Regions from separate parts of the Rattus norvegicus genome. Here region 1 is linked to region 2. A link is a contact called in public Hi-C data. All regions are on one chromosome and are shown on one strand. The core of a region is the stretch at or near the end of the contact, and the rest is flanking DNA. Distances in the headings are between cores, read along the strand shown. Region 1 overlaps Gpd1l1 (glycerol-3-phosphate dehydrogenase 1 like 1). Region 2 overlaps Cmtm8 (CKLF-like MARVEL transmembrane domain containing 8).

Region 1 (7,600 bases), core at 231-2,730, 87 kb before region 2:
CCATCTCTCCAGCCCCTAATCGTCGTCTATTAAGTAATGGCCACTCAGCAGCAGGGGGCGTCGCAGACGCCTGATTGCTCAGCGTTAGCCATAAGCTGCACACAGCCGTTTTATTAAGCGACTGGATATTTTGGGTTACCAAGTGGGGAGATGGTGTGAAGTCCCACTCAGAATGGAAAGTGCTGGGTGAGAGGATTCTAGGTGGATGGTTCCAGAAAGCTTCTGTTACTGGGAGCTGGTGGCTGCTGTGCTCCTGCTCCTGGCAGGGCGGGCCGCCTGTGGTTAGATTTGTGCCTTTTTTTTTTTTTTCTTTTTTTTCCGGAGCTGGGGACCGAACCCAGGGCCTTGTGCTTGCTAGGCAAGTGCTCTACCACTGAGCTAAATCCCCAACCCCGATTTGTGCCTTTAGGACAGAAAGTGTGAGAGAGAGGCGGGTGGAGGCAGAGGGGCTATGGAAGGCTCCTCGTTGTCCTTCCCTGGGACTATCCGTCATTCCTTGAGCCTGAGTCAGGACTGGGGATTTCAAAAACTGAGAATCGGGGACTTTTCACTTAGTCTGGCCATGGTATCCCATCCCACAAATAAAGAGATAGGAATCCAGAATGAGTGACCTCGGTGTCCTTTCTCTGACCCACTTCTGCCTCTCCGTCCTGGGTGGGTGCCCCTCCTCCTGGTGTTCACCCTTCCCTCTGGCAGAAGGGCTAAGGCTCAGACTCAGTCAGTGGGACCCATCCCATCCCCAGTTTTCTGTTTTTGTGGGAGGGTGAGAGTAGAAGAGTCCTGTCCACCTGACTCAAAGCACCATTGAAGACATTGTCCCTCTGGGTGGAGGGCTACTTCTGGGCCCTGCTGGGACCTGGGGAAGGGTTTAACACACCTGTCTTCCAAAAACCATAGCATTTTTAGCTGTGGCCGGTTTACAGCAGATTTGCTTGAACTGGTGGATAATGACTGAGCGACCGTGCTCTACCTGGCTGACTGTTTTTATTTTTAGCCTTGGGTCCTATTAGAAGAGAGCTAGCCTACCCAAGCCCTCTGGTGGGGAAGTTAGTAACCCCTGGAAGCTTCGAGGTAGTCCAGACCCCAGAGTCTTGCTGGAGAGGAATCACAGCTCTGTTCCCCACTAGCCTGTTTCATGTTTGCCTTTTTTCCAAGTGTGCAGCTGAAGAGCTGGGCCTGCTCATGCTGCCTGGCTTAGCCAGTTGCCAGAAATCTCCTGCCAAATCTTTTTGGTTGAGCAGCTCTTACCGTGAGAAAGCCCTTGCCTGGACTCTGAGGGAGCTCTCTTGTGTCTTTTGCTCACTGGGCCTGCAGGTATGGTGTATCTCCTGGCAAGCTTCCTTTATCCTTCGCTGTGCGGGATAAAGAGACGTGTGAGACTCTGTGAGGTGCAAATTGATTTTTTAGTTTTTGCAACAGGACCTTGCAGCTGCTAGGCAGGCACTGTAGCACTGAGCTCAGGTTGGCGTTGTCCACCTGCCCTTTGACTCCCTCTGTCCCTGAGAAGCCATGGAGGCCTGTCCCCGTGACACAGAATGGCAGGGGTGTGAGGAAGCCTCTCAAACCTGAGAGGAAGGAAGGCAAGCATCCTAGGCATTGGATCAGTGACCCATGGGCCACACACACATCGTGTCCTGGGTGCAGCCTCAGGGGTGAGTTTCCTTCTTCCTTCTCTCAGCCAGGGGAGAAGGGTAAGCCCAGGCCTCAGAGTCATGACCACAGAGGATCTGGTGTGACCCCCACTTCATCTTGGGAATCCATGCAGCAGGAAAGAGCCTGTTCTCTTCAGTCATGGATAATTCCTAGGATTGGATCACCATGTTGTCATCCAAGAGACAGCAGAGAGGTTCAGAATTCCAATCATTCAGCTGAGAATCCCCTGTAAGACTCCGTTCATTGACATGACTTCAAAAGAACCACTGGCCTGCTCATCCAGCTTTGCAAAGGAAGGCTTAGTGACCACTGCATCAGATGGGACAGATATGAAACATCAGGATGTCCCAGCTTAGTGCCCTGAGCCTGGGTCTAACCTTGGACTTACTAGACTCTTTAGCCAGTTCCCTGATACAGGGCCTGACCTGCAAGCAGGAAAGAGCACCTTTGTTGAGGTTTGGTCTTGGCTATGTGTTGTGTTTTGTTTTGTTTTGTTTTGTTTTGTTTTGTTTCCGGAGCTGGGGACTGAACCCAGGGCCTTGTGCTTCCTAGGCAAGCGCTCTACCACTGAGCTAAATCCCCAACCCCGGCTATGTGGTTTTTAATGCTAAATGCTGGCCCCCAAGGCCTGGTTCCTCCCAGGGACAAGAGACTCTGCAAGTACAGTGTGACCTTGCTCCTTAATCTAAAACTATTGGCCAAATAGAGATGCTGGTAGCCAATAGCTGAGAAGGAGAGGCATGGGTGGGGCTTGGGGTTCCCAGGAGAGCCATGAGGAGAGAGAAAGGTGCCCAGGAAGAAGCTGCCATGGGGGTAGGTGAGTCATGAAAACACGGCCATGAGGGATGGCCAGTTGGAGTTAAGAGCTGCCCAGATGGGACATGGCAAAGTCTAAAATGGGGTTGTTGATGGGGTTATTGATTTCAATAGCACAGAGGGTAGATACCTGCTCAGCCCTAGTGTTCAATAAGACTTTTATAAAAATAAGAGTTGTAAGTTTTTTGTCTTGGAACAGAAGAGACTAAGGAGGATTGAGATTAAATGTTTTTTTTTTAAGATTTATTTATTTACTTATTTATTTATTATATATAAGTACACGGTCGCTGCTATCTTCAGACATACCAGAAGAGGGCATCAGATCTTATTATAAATGGTAGTGAGCCAGCATGTGGTTGCTGGAATTTGAACTCAGAACCTCTGGAAGAGCAGTCAGTGCTCTTAACCACTGAGCCATCTCAGACCTCAATTAAATGTATTCTACACCCCTTGTCATTGGTGAGCCCACTGTTCACACAGCATCACTTGAGGTCAAGTCCACTAAGAGGTAGCCTCCAGAAGAATCAGACGGAGGCTGTTGGACCTCCAGAAAGAAGGGGATTGTCATTTGCACGCATTTTATTGTTCCTTTTATAACTGACAAGCATTTTCCACGAGGACCAGATACAGGCCCACAAAGACTGTCTCGGTCATTCAGCCTATGATAATCGAGTCATCTGCCATCAGTAGCTGGTGTGGACCGGGTCCTATAGAATGTGGCTGACAAACACAGGCCTTAGGGTGATATCCTCTATCCCAGCTTATCCCCTGTGGAAAGGGAGCTCCGTATCTGGTTTGCCAGTGCCTAGGAGAGTTGATGCAATGGAATATACAGAGCAGCTGCCCCAGGAATATTCATGTGGAGATATTTAAAGGAGAGAAATGGCTGGGACTGTAGTTGCATGCATGCTTACCTTGTGACCCTGCAAGCCAGCTCCTAGAGCATACCGGAGAGAACTGCCCACGCCACAACAGACACCAACCAGAGGCTCACCATGATCTCTTACCTGCTGCAGTATTCTGATTTACCCTCCTTCCAGTCACTTTGCACTGGGGTGAATCTCAGTTTGAGGGCTTTTGTAAAATCATTAGTTCTGAGGATCAAACTCAGATTTGTTTGCAAAGCGAGTATGGTGCTTGCAGGGTGGGGGTGGACAGGGTGGGGCTGGTGCTTGTTTGGGACAGGGTTTGTAGCTCTGACAGAACTGGAATTCACTGTGTAGACCACACTGGCCTCAGAGTTGCTGCAATCCCAGACTAGCACTCAGTTTTGATTTAAAACAAACAAACAAACAGGCAAACTAGTGGGCTGCAGAGACGACTCAGTGGTTAAGAGCACTGACTGCTCTTCAAGAGGTCCTGAGTTCAAATCCCAGCAACTCCATGGTGACTCACAACCATCTGTAATGGGATCATCAGATTACATTTCCCATCCCTCTTCTGGTGTGTCTGAAGACAGCACAGTGTACTTATATACAATAAATCTTTCAAAAAAAACATTTGAGGGCAAACTAGTTTGCCCAGAGAGAATGCACCCAAGGGCTGCTGTCAGCTGACCTGACTCTCGGGCTGACGCTCCATACACCCGTGCCCACCTCCCATATTGCTCCAAATCCTTTCAGGGCTGCATGTGCTCCTGTGTCAACTCCTGCCCTGTATTCTCTGCAGAACATTGTTGCTGTGGGAGCCGGCTTCTGCGATGGCCTCTGCTGTGGGGACAACACCAAGGCAGCCGTCATCCGCCTGGGCCTCATGGAAATGATCGCTTTCGCCAAGATCTTCTGTAAGGGCCAGGTGTCCACGGCCACCTTCTTGGAGAGCTGCGGGGTGGCCGACCTCATCACCACCTGCTACGGAGGGCGGAACCGCAAGGTGGCAGAAGCCTTCGCCAGGACCGGGAAGGTACCCCGAGCCCCAACCTGCTCTGCTTGATACTGGGACCCTCTTCGTCTGAGACCCCAGACAGGGAAATGGCCGGTGCCCATGGAGATTCCCCATAACATCAACACCCACCCGTTCTGTCTTGACTATGCTTACCTGATCTGTAACACCCTTTTCTTTTTCTTTAATTTTTTTTAAGGTTAGCATACAAAGTGACAGGCCTCCAATAGCATTTTCATAACACTTAATTTAGATTACTCCTCCCCTTGTCTTCCCCCTCCCACCCCATCTCCGGTTCCGCCTTCTGTCCTTCCATCCCTATATCACATGCCTTCTCCCTCTTTTTTTTTTTTTTTTTTTTTGGTTCTTTTTTTCGGAGCTGGGGACCGAACCCAGGGCCTTGCGCTTCCTAGGTAAGCGCTCTACCACTGAGCTAAATCCCCAGCCCCGCCTTCTCCCTCTTTTGTCCCTTCTGGGAGGGTGGGAACCCCTTCTGGCCTCTCCCCAACCACTCCAGCATAAATATGCCAATACGAAGACTAGGCGCTAGGAGGCTGGGGAGATGGTCAGCGAGACCAGCTAAGTTGGTGAGCTTTGGGTTTAGGGAGGCAGTAACTAAGAAGACACACGTCATCAACCTCTGACCTTTCTCTCCATGCATGCATACCACATGTGCATGGACATGAACACGCATGCACCCGCTCATGCATGTGCACACATACATACGAGTGCGTGAGCACACACAACGCGCACACACAGGCACAGGCACACATAGGAGGTAAGAGCCTCACTTGAGAGTTCACACACTCCTTGTCTTTCTGAGCCCGGGTGACTTTATTTAATGTGACACTTGCCCGTAAATGTCACGGTTCCATTTTCCTCTCGAAATGTCCTTACCCTTTCCTTGCATGCAGACAAGACATCTCAGCTCTCCTCTCCCTCTCTCAGTAGGAACAACTCTCAGGGGGATGCTGTATTTATCCTTTCTTCTCAGACCATCGAAGAGCTGGAGAAGGAGCTGCTGAACGGACAGAAGCTCCAGGGACCTCAGACCTCTGCGGAGGTGTACCGCATCCTCAAGCAGAAGGGGCTGCTGGACAAGTGAGTCCCCTGTTGCCTGGAATGCCGGTCCTCAGACAGTCGCAGCGGGCGGATGAGGGAGCTGCTCAGCCAGGGTACTTAGCATGCGACAGATCTGTTGAGACTTCTGAGTGATGTGTGGGCATCTCTGGTGGGAAGTATCTGTCACACAAAACGGATCTCAACTCCGTTGAGAAGAGCTTGACTCTGTGGATTAGGCATGCTATGGAATATGAAATTTTAGTTGAGGGGTTGGGGATTTAGCTCAGTGGCAGAGCGCTTGCCTAGCAAGCACAAGGCCCTGGGTTCGGTCCCCAGCTCCGAAAAAAAGAAAGAAAAAAAAAAGTGTGAAAAGGGGCCTCACCATAACCCTGGTTGGCCTGGCACTCACTACACAGACCAGGGTGGCCTTGAACTCACAGAGAAATTTGACTGCTTCTGCCTCCCAACCGCCAGGATTTGAACTGTGTGCCACTACACCCAGCTACTTTTGGTTTTTTGTGAAGAGATGTAAGTGTGGGCCTGGTGTGGTTCATGCCTTAAACTCCAGCATTAGGGAAACCAAGACAGGAAGACTGATACAAGTTCGAGGTTAGGTTAGGCTACAGAGAGTTCAAAGTCAGCCTTGGCTAAAGAGTAAGACCATGTGTAAGTTAAAGGGCAGGGGGAGTGTTCTGGGCTTGGTGACACATGCCTGAAACCTTAGCACCCAGCAGCCTGAGGCAGGGGGATCAGGAACCCACTGCCAGCATTTGAAGCATTGGTAGCTCATCGGCTGGTGACTACATTGGGAGTTCCAGATCCCAGTGCAGCCCTGAACCTTTCTCAGGGTGATCGATCTTTTAAGCACAAAAGATCCTAGGTTGGCACACCTCCGTTAGCAAGAAAAATTACCCAGAAGTACGATTACAGGAGCCAAAAAAAGCAAAGTCTGTACATTTGGGAACTTTGCCAGAACTATGGACTTTGAAAGATTGGGTCTTCTTGTTTTGTCAAGTTAGGCTGCCTATATCCTGGGTTATAAGACCTGAATGATACTTCAGTCATGGCATTGCTTGTGCATTGTCTGTGGGCCTGTTACAACACACATGCATACACACACACACACACACACACACACACACACACACACACACACACACACACGTTCCTACTCCAAGAAGCAAGATACACAGCCTAACATGTCCTTCCCACTTCCCGCTCCTAGGTTTCCCCTCTTCACTGCCGTGTATCAGATCTGCTATGAAGGCAGACCTGTCACCCAGATGCTGTCCTGCCTGCAGAGCCACCCGGAGCACATCTGAAGGAAGTCAGGCAGCCCTGTGGGAAGGGCTCTGCCTTGCCCATTGAGGACCACCCAGAAAACCAGGGTGTGGCAGTGAGATCCTGCTGAACTGTACTCTGATCTGAACACATACAAATTGTCACAGCTTTGTCTCTGTGCGAGGAGAGGCACAGCTACAGAGGCACACGCACATGAGTGAATGAGTGTGTGTGTGTGTGTGTGTGTGTGTGTGTGTGTGTGTGTGTGTGTGTGTATGCGCGCGCGCACACCAGTGTGCACCTTTTCTCATTCTGTGAGTGTTTCTCTGAATCCAAATCAGGTGTCTATTTTAATGATCACATTTTAAATTTTCCCTCCAGGGCAGCTTGTGAGATTAGAACTAACTCAGCTAGATTTTATGGCCATGACTTGTATGCAAGTGAAGGGAAGAACTGTTTGGTTTTTCCCTCTGAAAACAGTTATCCTGCTGTATGCGGGTATGTGTGCTTGACGACCTCCACACTTTACTTTTAAACAGCATCTCAGAGCCAGCAGCACGAGCTCCTGGATTGTGGTTTGATAGCTTAACAATCAGGTGTTTTAATCAGATCCTCCACATACACTTCTCTTCTTGATACGACACCACATTTCTTGCCTCCTCTTCATTCGCTGCTAGAATGGGTTTTTATACAGGACCAGCAGCAGAGGAAGGAGGCACCCCTGCAGTGGCTGGCATTTCCTCCTGGGGAAACTATCATGCTCTTTGTTAGATGTGGCTTGACTTCTGCAACATTGTCTCTCCGGGCTCGTGGCACCGTGAAGGGTGCCACTGTCACTTCTCATGTAAGAAGCCATTGCTGTACCTGATTGTCCAAGGACATTCCTCCATCCCTCCAGGACAGGACC
Region 2 (7,663 bases), core at 3,450-5,949:
CATGAGCCAGTTCCATTTCTGTACATAAGTAATAAGCAATTTCAAAATATAAATTTAGAAATCTACAGTATCCATGACGTTTATGAAACAAGACTGTGAAACGTCATTGAAATACAACATTCTAAATGAGGAGGAGGATGAATGCTGGGCCCGGATGGAGATTGCTGATAAGTCAGTTCCAATTCTGCAAAATGGCTCAGTATGTCACAGTGCTTGCCGACAAGTCTGATGATCTGAGTTCTATCCCCAAAACTATGACGTGGAAAGACGGGACAGAACCTTAGCTAGTCGCCCTCTGGACCTCCATAGGAGTAATGTCACACCCCATCCAACTAACTATCTAGCTAACTAACTAACCAACTAACCAACTAACCAAAACTATGCAAGAACAGATGTCTATTCTCTGTCAGGGAAAACCACTCAAAATAATTACAGTCCAGCTGGATGGTGGTGGCACGCACCTTTAATCACTCAGAAAACAAAACATGATGCATGTGTGTGTGTGTGTGTGTGTGTGTGTGTGTGTGTGTGTGTGTGTGTGTAGGATAGGTTGCTTTTGGTAGGTTAAATGTGAAGACCACAATGGATGACTTCAGTGCTGGAAGGCAAGCATTCAGAACCAACACACCTTGCTGGTGTTTCCCACTCAATGGTCCACGCTTGCTTTTCCAGAGATTAACAACAAATTTCTTATATTAGTTTAATGCAGTAAGCAAATTCTGGAAGTCTGAATTTGCCTGCAGCCTGCCATTTTTTTTCAGAGCAGACACCTGTGTTTGTAGTCACCTTGGTGGTGAATTGTAGTGCTTTGTCACGGGCTCGTGACATTGGGACAAAGACTGATTATCTAAGAACCCAGCTAGGCCACAGGTAGGTCAATGCCACAGACCAGAAAGGCCTGGCCGCAGCTGTGCTAGCAGTGGGAGAATGGCATGAGCCGGGTCACTGTTCCAGGAGTTGTCAGATGACATGGGTATTGTTTGGATAAACCTAAAAGAATCTGCCTGGCTGTTGTCAGCACCATCTTTGAGCTGTAAATAACGGTTTTGAGGGCTGGAGAGATGGCTCAGCGGTTAAGAGCACTGACTGCTCTTCCAGAGGTCCTGAGTTCAATTCCCAGCAACCACATGGTGGCTCACGACCATCTGTAATGAGATCTGGTGCCCTCTTCTGGCCTGTAGTCACATATGCAGGCAGAATGCTGTACATAAAATAGATAAATAAATCTTTAAAAAAAATAATAACGGTTTTGAGTCATAAAAATAAGTAAAGTTGTTGATTTGTATTTCATTGGTTTATGGTTGAGTGTTTAGTTTGGAATTTTGATGAGATTTTTTTTTCTTTCACAAGCAATGTCCACTTAGCTGTATGTATGTGTGTGTTTGTGTGTGTGTGTGTGTGTGTGTTTGAGTGAGTGTGTGTGTGTGTGTCTGTGTGAGTGTGTATGTTTGAATGTATGTGTGTTTGAATGCCTGTGTGTGCCTGTGTGTTACTATATTTGTATTTGTGATTGTGTGTTCGTGTGTGTGATTGTGTATTTGTGTGTGTGAGCATGTGTTTGTGTGTGTTTAAATGTCTGTGCCTGTGAGTGTGTGTGTGTGAGTATGCATGTGTGTGAGTGTGTGTGTGTGTGTGTGTGTGTGTGTGTGTGTGTGTGTTCAGAGGTTGACACAGGGACATCTTCGTTGCTTTTCTGCCTTTCCCCAGGATTTCTGGTCTGACAGTTTCATACATTTAGTGAGTGGAGTTTGGTCATTTTTCACCCCCCTTTTCTTCCCTCTCACCCTCCTTCTCCCACTGTCACCCCTCTTCTCAGCTTTATTTTTATCTTCCTTTTGTGCATGGCCAACTGACTTACCTCATTTCTTGAGCTAGGGTCTCTTTGCTGAACAGGGAGTTTGCCATTTTGTTTCAGGGGGCTGGTCAGGGAGTTCCATTGCCAGCCATGGTCCACCTGTCTCTGCACCCTGATGCTGGGGTGCAGGCGCCTGATGCTGTACCCAACTTTTTTTTTTTGGTTCTTTTTCGGAGCTGGGGACCGAACCCAGGACCTTGCGCTTCCTAGGTAAGCGCTCTACCACTGAGCTAAATCCTCAGCCCCTGTACCCAACGTTTTTATGTAGGTGCCAGTGATCCAACCCAGGTTCCTGTGCTCATAGAACAAGCACTTTGCCCACTGGGCCACTTTCCTGGTCCCCTACTTTTAGCCTATAACTCCCGATGCTCCAAAACTCAGCCCTACTGTGGGTTGCTTTACGAATTGTTTTGAATCAAATGTGGTGTCATATGCCTTCAACCCCAATACTCCAGAGACAGAGGCAGGGGAGTATCTGAATCTGAGGCCAGCCTTGTCTATATATCAAGTTCCAGGTCAGCCAGGACTACATTGAGAGAACCTAATTTTAAAAAATGCAAAAGAGTTGTTTTGACTTTAACTAGTCCCATGAGGTAATCGTGATTGAGCAGTAATGAAACTGGCTGTCAAGGTTTGTGCTTGATTCTAGCTCTTGGTACATGTCCATATGTGTGCAGATCAGAGAAGGGAGCTGAGAAACATGGGCTCCTGAAGTTTACTAGAGACCCTTGCCTATTTTCCACATTACCACTGTGGTGTGTGTGTGTGTGTGTGTGTGTGTGTGTGTGTGTGTGTGTGTGTGTGTGTGTGTCTTTTCCAAATTAAACTCGGTTTTCAAATAGGCCTTGACCAGTTAATGTATCACACATCAAATGACCAGAGTATGATAAAAACACTTGATAACCACTCCCCACTTCTGTTAACCCTGTGTTGTACACATGGTGTGAAAAAGGCTTGTTGATCCTTCTATACGCTGGGCTGGATAAACTCCGGAGGGGGCTTTCTTATATACATGGTGGGGTACCCAACAGTATTCCTAGGCTCTACCTATCAGATATCAGTAGCACACCCCCAACTTGAGTCATGACAGTAAGAGGCATGTCCAGGCATTGCCAAAGGCCCCAGTGGGGGCAAAGTCACCACCAGTTGAGAAATCCTTTATGCAAATAGAAACACATATGGCCTTTAGGTTTCATTTTCAACCTTTCCTATAATGGAAAAGCGGCGGCCTATACACACATCCTTTTCACTTATATCATATGCAGAGGATATATATATATGTATATATTTCACAAACTAATATATGAAAATGACGTGTCAGAACATATGTTTTATGTGGTTGGGTCTTCTGCTCTCTCTGGACCACGTACCCTTCTGTGCTTCAGAGAACATACAGCAAATCCCCCCATCTGACTTCTCCAGCAGTCCGTCACACTGGCCAGTTTGACTTCCCTGAGTTATGCTGGTAACTCAGCCCTTCTAAGAGTAGACTCGTCTCTCTGACCCAGTGGTGCCTCAGTAGTGAGCATGAACACTGCCAGATTACAGATGGGTAGTCAGTGCGTGAATGAGTCACGCATACCTGCTGTGGTGATTTAGATCTTGGGTTTTTTTTTTTTTTTTTTTTTTTTTTTGGTTCTTTTTTTGGGAGCTGGGGACCGAACCCAGGGCCTTGCGCTTCCTAGGCAAGTGCTCTACCACTGAGCTAAATCCCCAACAAAATTTTTACTCTTTTTTTTTTGGTTCTTTTTTTTCGGAGCTGGGGACCGAACCCAGGGCCTTGTGCTTCCTAGGCAAGCACTCTACCGCTGAGCTAAATCCCCAACCCCAGATCTTGGGTTTTTTGTTTGTTTGTTTAAATTTTATTTATTGGGCTGGAGAGATGGCTCAGAGGTTAAGAGCACTGTCTCCTCTTCCAGAGGTCCTGAGTTCAATTTCCAGCAACCACATGGTGGCTCACAACCATCTGTAATGAGATCTGGTGCCCTCTTCTGGCTTGCAGGCAGACATGCAGGTGCATCGCTGTAAACATAATAAGTACATCTTTAAAAAATGTTTTGTTTATCTTATGGTTTTCTGTGTATGGGTGTTTACCTACAGGTATGTCTGATGGCCACAGAGGTAGAAGAGAACATTGTGTCTCCTGGGACTGGAGTTGTTAGATGGTTACGAGCTGTCATGTGGGTGTTTGAAATCAAATCCAGCTCCTTTGCAAGAGCAACAAAGTATTCTTAGCTGCTAAGTCAACTCTCCAGCCCCTGCAATTTAGATTTCGAGTGTCCCGCATAGAACCATGGGATAACCACATAGCCCTCATATTGGCTCCTTTAGGGATGGTCAAACCTTTAGGAACTGGAGCCTGAAGGAAGTCTTTAAGTCATTGGTGGCCCAGTGGATTGTAGAACCCTGCCCCCTCTTCCTCTCTCTTTTGACTTCCAGCTATAAGGCCAGTGGTTTTCTTCTTGTGTGTACATCTGTCCTGATGCCTCTCCTCCCCATAATCCCATGATCTCAGGTAATTAGTTGTTACAGTACAGAAAGCTGGCTAACAAACACATCGGGTTTCTCCACTGGGACAAAATAATCTGGGACCCATTTTCCTGTCTTGGGTTTAGGCTTCTCTTTTCCAGTCCTAGGACAGTCTTCACTTCTGGTCAAAACTTGCCTGTCAGCCTCAAAGGCTGTTTGTGTGCTGACCTCTGGGATTCTCTGGTGCCTTGGAAATGGTGCCTGTATAAATGTTGGTATTCTTCCCTGAGCCAGAGGGATCAGGGGTGGGGTACCCTGCCCATGTTACTCAGATTTTGTTGGGAAGGGCAACCACAAACAAAGCCAGCTCAGGTAGGTCAGAGGATGACAATGTTTAGCCTGGCCAACAGAGGGCGCCAGAGCCATCCTCCCCAATCTCCATACTGTAATACTTTAATAAGTGGTCCTAAACACAGCCTTCCCTCCCAGCTCCTGTGTTTGTGCCTCTTCTGGAAGATTTATGAGCAAATCACTGAACAGGGAATACAAATCTTCCTAAGACAGATGAAGACAGATGATCCTTAGAAAGCTGACCCCAGATTTAAAGGAAAATCAAGCAAATCCCCTCATTTTATGCACATCCACGTGCATGCCTCTCTCTCTTTCTCCCCCCTCTCCCTCTCCCCCCTCTCTCTTTCTGTGTCTGTGTGTGTGTGTGTGTGTCTGTGTGTGTCTGTGTCTGTGTGTCTGTGTGTGTGTGTGTGTGTCCATTCATGGAGGCCAGACAGGGTGATAAGTCTCCCGCCACACCACTGTCCCCTTTATTCCTCTGAGCCTCCTCCTGTTTCTGTCCCCCTTCCCCAGCCCCACTCAGTGCTGAAGTTAGCAGAACACCCACAGCCATGGCTGGCCTTTTCTCTGAGTGCTCTGGATTTGAACCTAGTTACCACCCTTCCCCCTGAGCCTGGGTCTCCCCAGCCCCCATCCTTACTCTTTTCAGCAGGCCATTCTCATCACTGAATCAGCTTCTGTGACCATGTAGACACAGTGAGAGCCTCCCACAGAGGGTGCATAGTGAGCATCAGCCCCTTTCACTTCTGGTGTGAGCATTCCGGAGCACAAACTTTGAAGAGGAAAAATAAAATAGCATTTCTTCTGCTGTTCCCTCGCCTTCTCAGAGGACTTGATTACTAGCTTGTGGTAGTTGATGGGGTGGAGGGGTCCTTACAACTCAGGGGCACTTGGCAGTTAAAAATGAAAGCTCGTATGTGAGATGATACAGTTTGTGTTGGGGAAGGATTTGGAAAATGCCTTGGAAATTAATTTACAGACTCAGTATGATGGTGCGCACATCCATAACTCTGGCATTTGGAAGGCAGAGACAAGAGAATCAGGAGTTCAAGGCTGACACCATCTACTTAGAGCCTCAGAGTGAGACTCATTTTAAAAAATCAAGCAGGGGTTGGGGATTTAGCTCAGTGGTAGAGCGCTTGCCTAGCAAGCGCAAGGCCCTGGGTTCGGTCCCCAGCTCTGAAAAAAAAAAAAATCAGGCGAACTGACTGACAAGAAACTCCAGGGCAGAGGTGATTCAGGAGACCAGTCTCCCCCAGCAGGCTGCGAGGTCATTCACAGCTCAAACAGTTCTGTAACCTAACTGACATGGTTGTATAAGGATCTAAGGATCTAAGGTAGAGATGCTGGGATGGGAAAGAAAACAGTTAAGAGCACTGGCTACCCGTCCAGAGGACCCTGGTTCAGTTCCCAGCACCCACCTGGCAGCTCACAACTGTCTGTACCGGCAGTTGCAGGGCCGCATGGATGAGGTGCACAGACACACATGCAGATAAGACCTCCACATGTATAAAACAAGATTAACCCTTTTAAAATTACAAACAACGCATATTAAAAACACACGTGTGGCTGGAGAGATGGCTCAGTGGTTAAGAGCTCCGACTGCTCTTCCAGAGGTCCTGAGTTCAATTCCCAGCAACCACATGGTGGCTCACAACCATCTGTAATGGGATCCGATGCCCTCTTCTGGGTGTGTCTGAAGACAGCGACAGTGTACTCACATACATATAATAAATAAATCTAAAAATAAAAAAAAGGTAACTTTTTTCCTGAAGTATTTTCAGTCTTTAAAAAAATTTTTTTGAAGCCAGGCAGTGGTGGCGCATGCCTTTACTCTCAGGAGGCAGAGGCATGCAGATTTATAAGTTTGAGGTCAGCCTGGTCAACAAAGATATTTCCAGGACAGCCAGGGCTACATGGAGAAACTATCTCAAAAAAAATTTATTTTTCTTTTAGTGGTCCCTTTATAAGGAGACCTTATCTAAATATGCCCTTCCATTCAACTTCTGTTAATTAAATTAAATAAGACCTAGCCACGTGTAGGCACTCGGGGAGCTAAGGCAAGAGAAGTAAGAGCTGATGTCAACCTGGGCCTCATATCAGCATAGTGGCTCATGCTTTAATCCCAGCACTATGTAGACCAGGCTGGCCTCGAACTTGCAGACCCTCCTGCCGTCTGGTTTGGCATGGCTGGTAGTCATAGCTTTCTGGGGAGTGGAGACCTCTCCTGGGTCTCAATATTCTCTTGAGAGCATTAGTGCTAACAAGTTGCAAATTTTTATTTGATATGTGCTTAGGGATCATTTAGCCAATGCATAAACGCTTTGAGATCTGCAGTGCAGCCAGACTTTGAGATCAGCGCCTCTTATAGTAACGAAGTTGACCAGTGTCGCTTGGGCCCACCTGTTTCTGTTGTGTTCCTGGGTCAGGTTTCCAAGTACAACATAGCTAAGGGTTTAGTCTCAGACTTGAGACAGAAAGTAGCTTTTGGGTCTTATTCTTAGCTCCCGGAGGTGATACATTTCTGAACCCCCTGGTGTGGTTAGCTTTCCACAGCAGTATTCTGTATTTGGTTGTTCGCTCTCCCTCAACTTCAGTTTTGGTTGGCTGTGTTTCGGCTTTGCAGTGCACCAGTGAGTAAGCCCACTGCCACGGAGCAATGCTCCCAGGTCACCAACTTTAATTTTGAAAATCTAAGCAACCTTTGAGAAAATGGAAAGAATGATACAAAGTCCTTTATGTAATCGTTTTGTTGGAGACAGAGACTCCCTACATGCCCCAGGCTGACCTGGAACCTGCCTGATTGGTCTGGCCTGGTTACCTTCTCTGTCTCCTGAATGCTGGGGTCAACAGCATGCTACTCCATATCTGGCCTTCTTTTACATTTACAAGTTACGTGTTCTCTACCCCTTTGTGTGAGTATGTAGGTTATTTTAAAATTTTATGAATTATTTTATGCTTGTGTGTGTGTGTGTGTGTGTGTGTGTG

The links. A called contact is a pair of places that touch in the nucleus more often than the background predicts.
Region 1: a contact with region 2 is called in a Hi-C map of liver, with 2.8 times the contacts expected there. The contact joins two enhancer-like sites. A contact is called at or near these places in 7 of 12 Hi-C or Micro-C datasets (the Rat2 cell line, Schwann cells, hepatocytes and 3 more) and 1 of 1 datasets of contacts at active chromatin or transcription factors (oligodendrocytes).

What each region holds. Positions count from the first base shown.
Region 1 is chr8:123,468,416-123,476,015 of GRCr8, reverse strand. It overlaps Gpd1l1 (glycerol-3-phosphate dehydrogenase 1 like 1), which reads left to right. Exons shown (of 8, transcript NM_001191885.1): 6 at 4,138-4,371; 7 at 5,345-5,451; 8 at 6,638-6,734. The coding sequence ends at 6,734. Among named protein-coding and RNA genes, the nearest start is that of Gpd1l1, 27 kb to the left of the region's middle. Within about 2 kb of position 1,480, at least 9 of the 93 cell types and tissues checked have an H3K27ac peak or open chromatin away from gene starts, as enhancers often do. A contact at or near this core is called in liver, where this site is marked.
Region 2 is chr8:123,384,202-123,391,864 of GRCr8, reverse strand. All of the region lies in intron 1 of Cmtm8 (CKLF-like MARVEL transmembrane domain containing 8), which reads left to right. LOC134480243 (a long non-coding RNA gene) reads left to right here. Exons shown (of 2, transcript XR_010054500.1): 2 at 1-2,664. Among named protein-coding and RNA genes, the nearest start is that of Cmtm8, 29 kb to the left of the region's middle. Within about 2 kb of position 4,699, at least 1 of the 93 cell types and tissues checked has an H3K27ac peak or open chromatin away from gene starts, as enhancers often do. A contact at or near this core is called in liver, where this site is marked.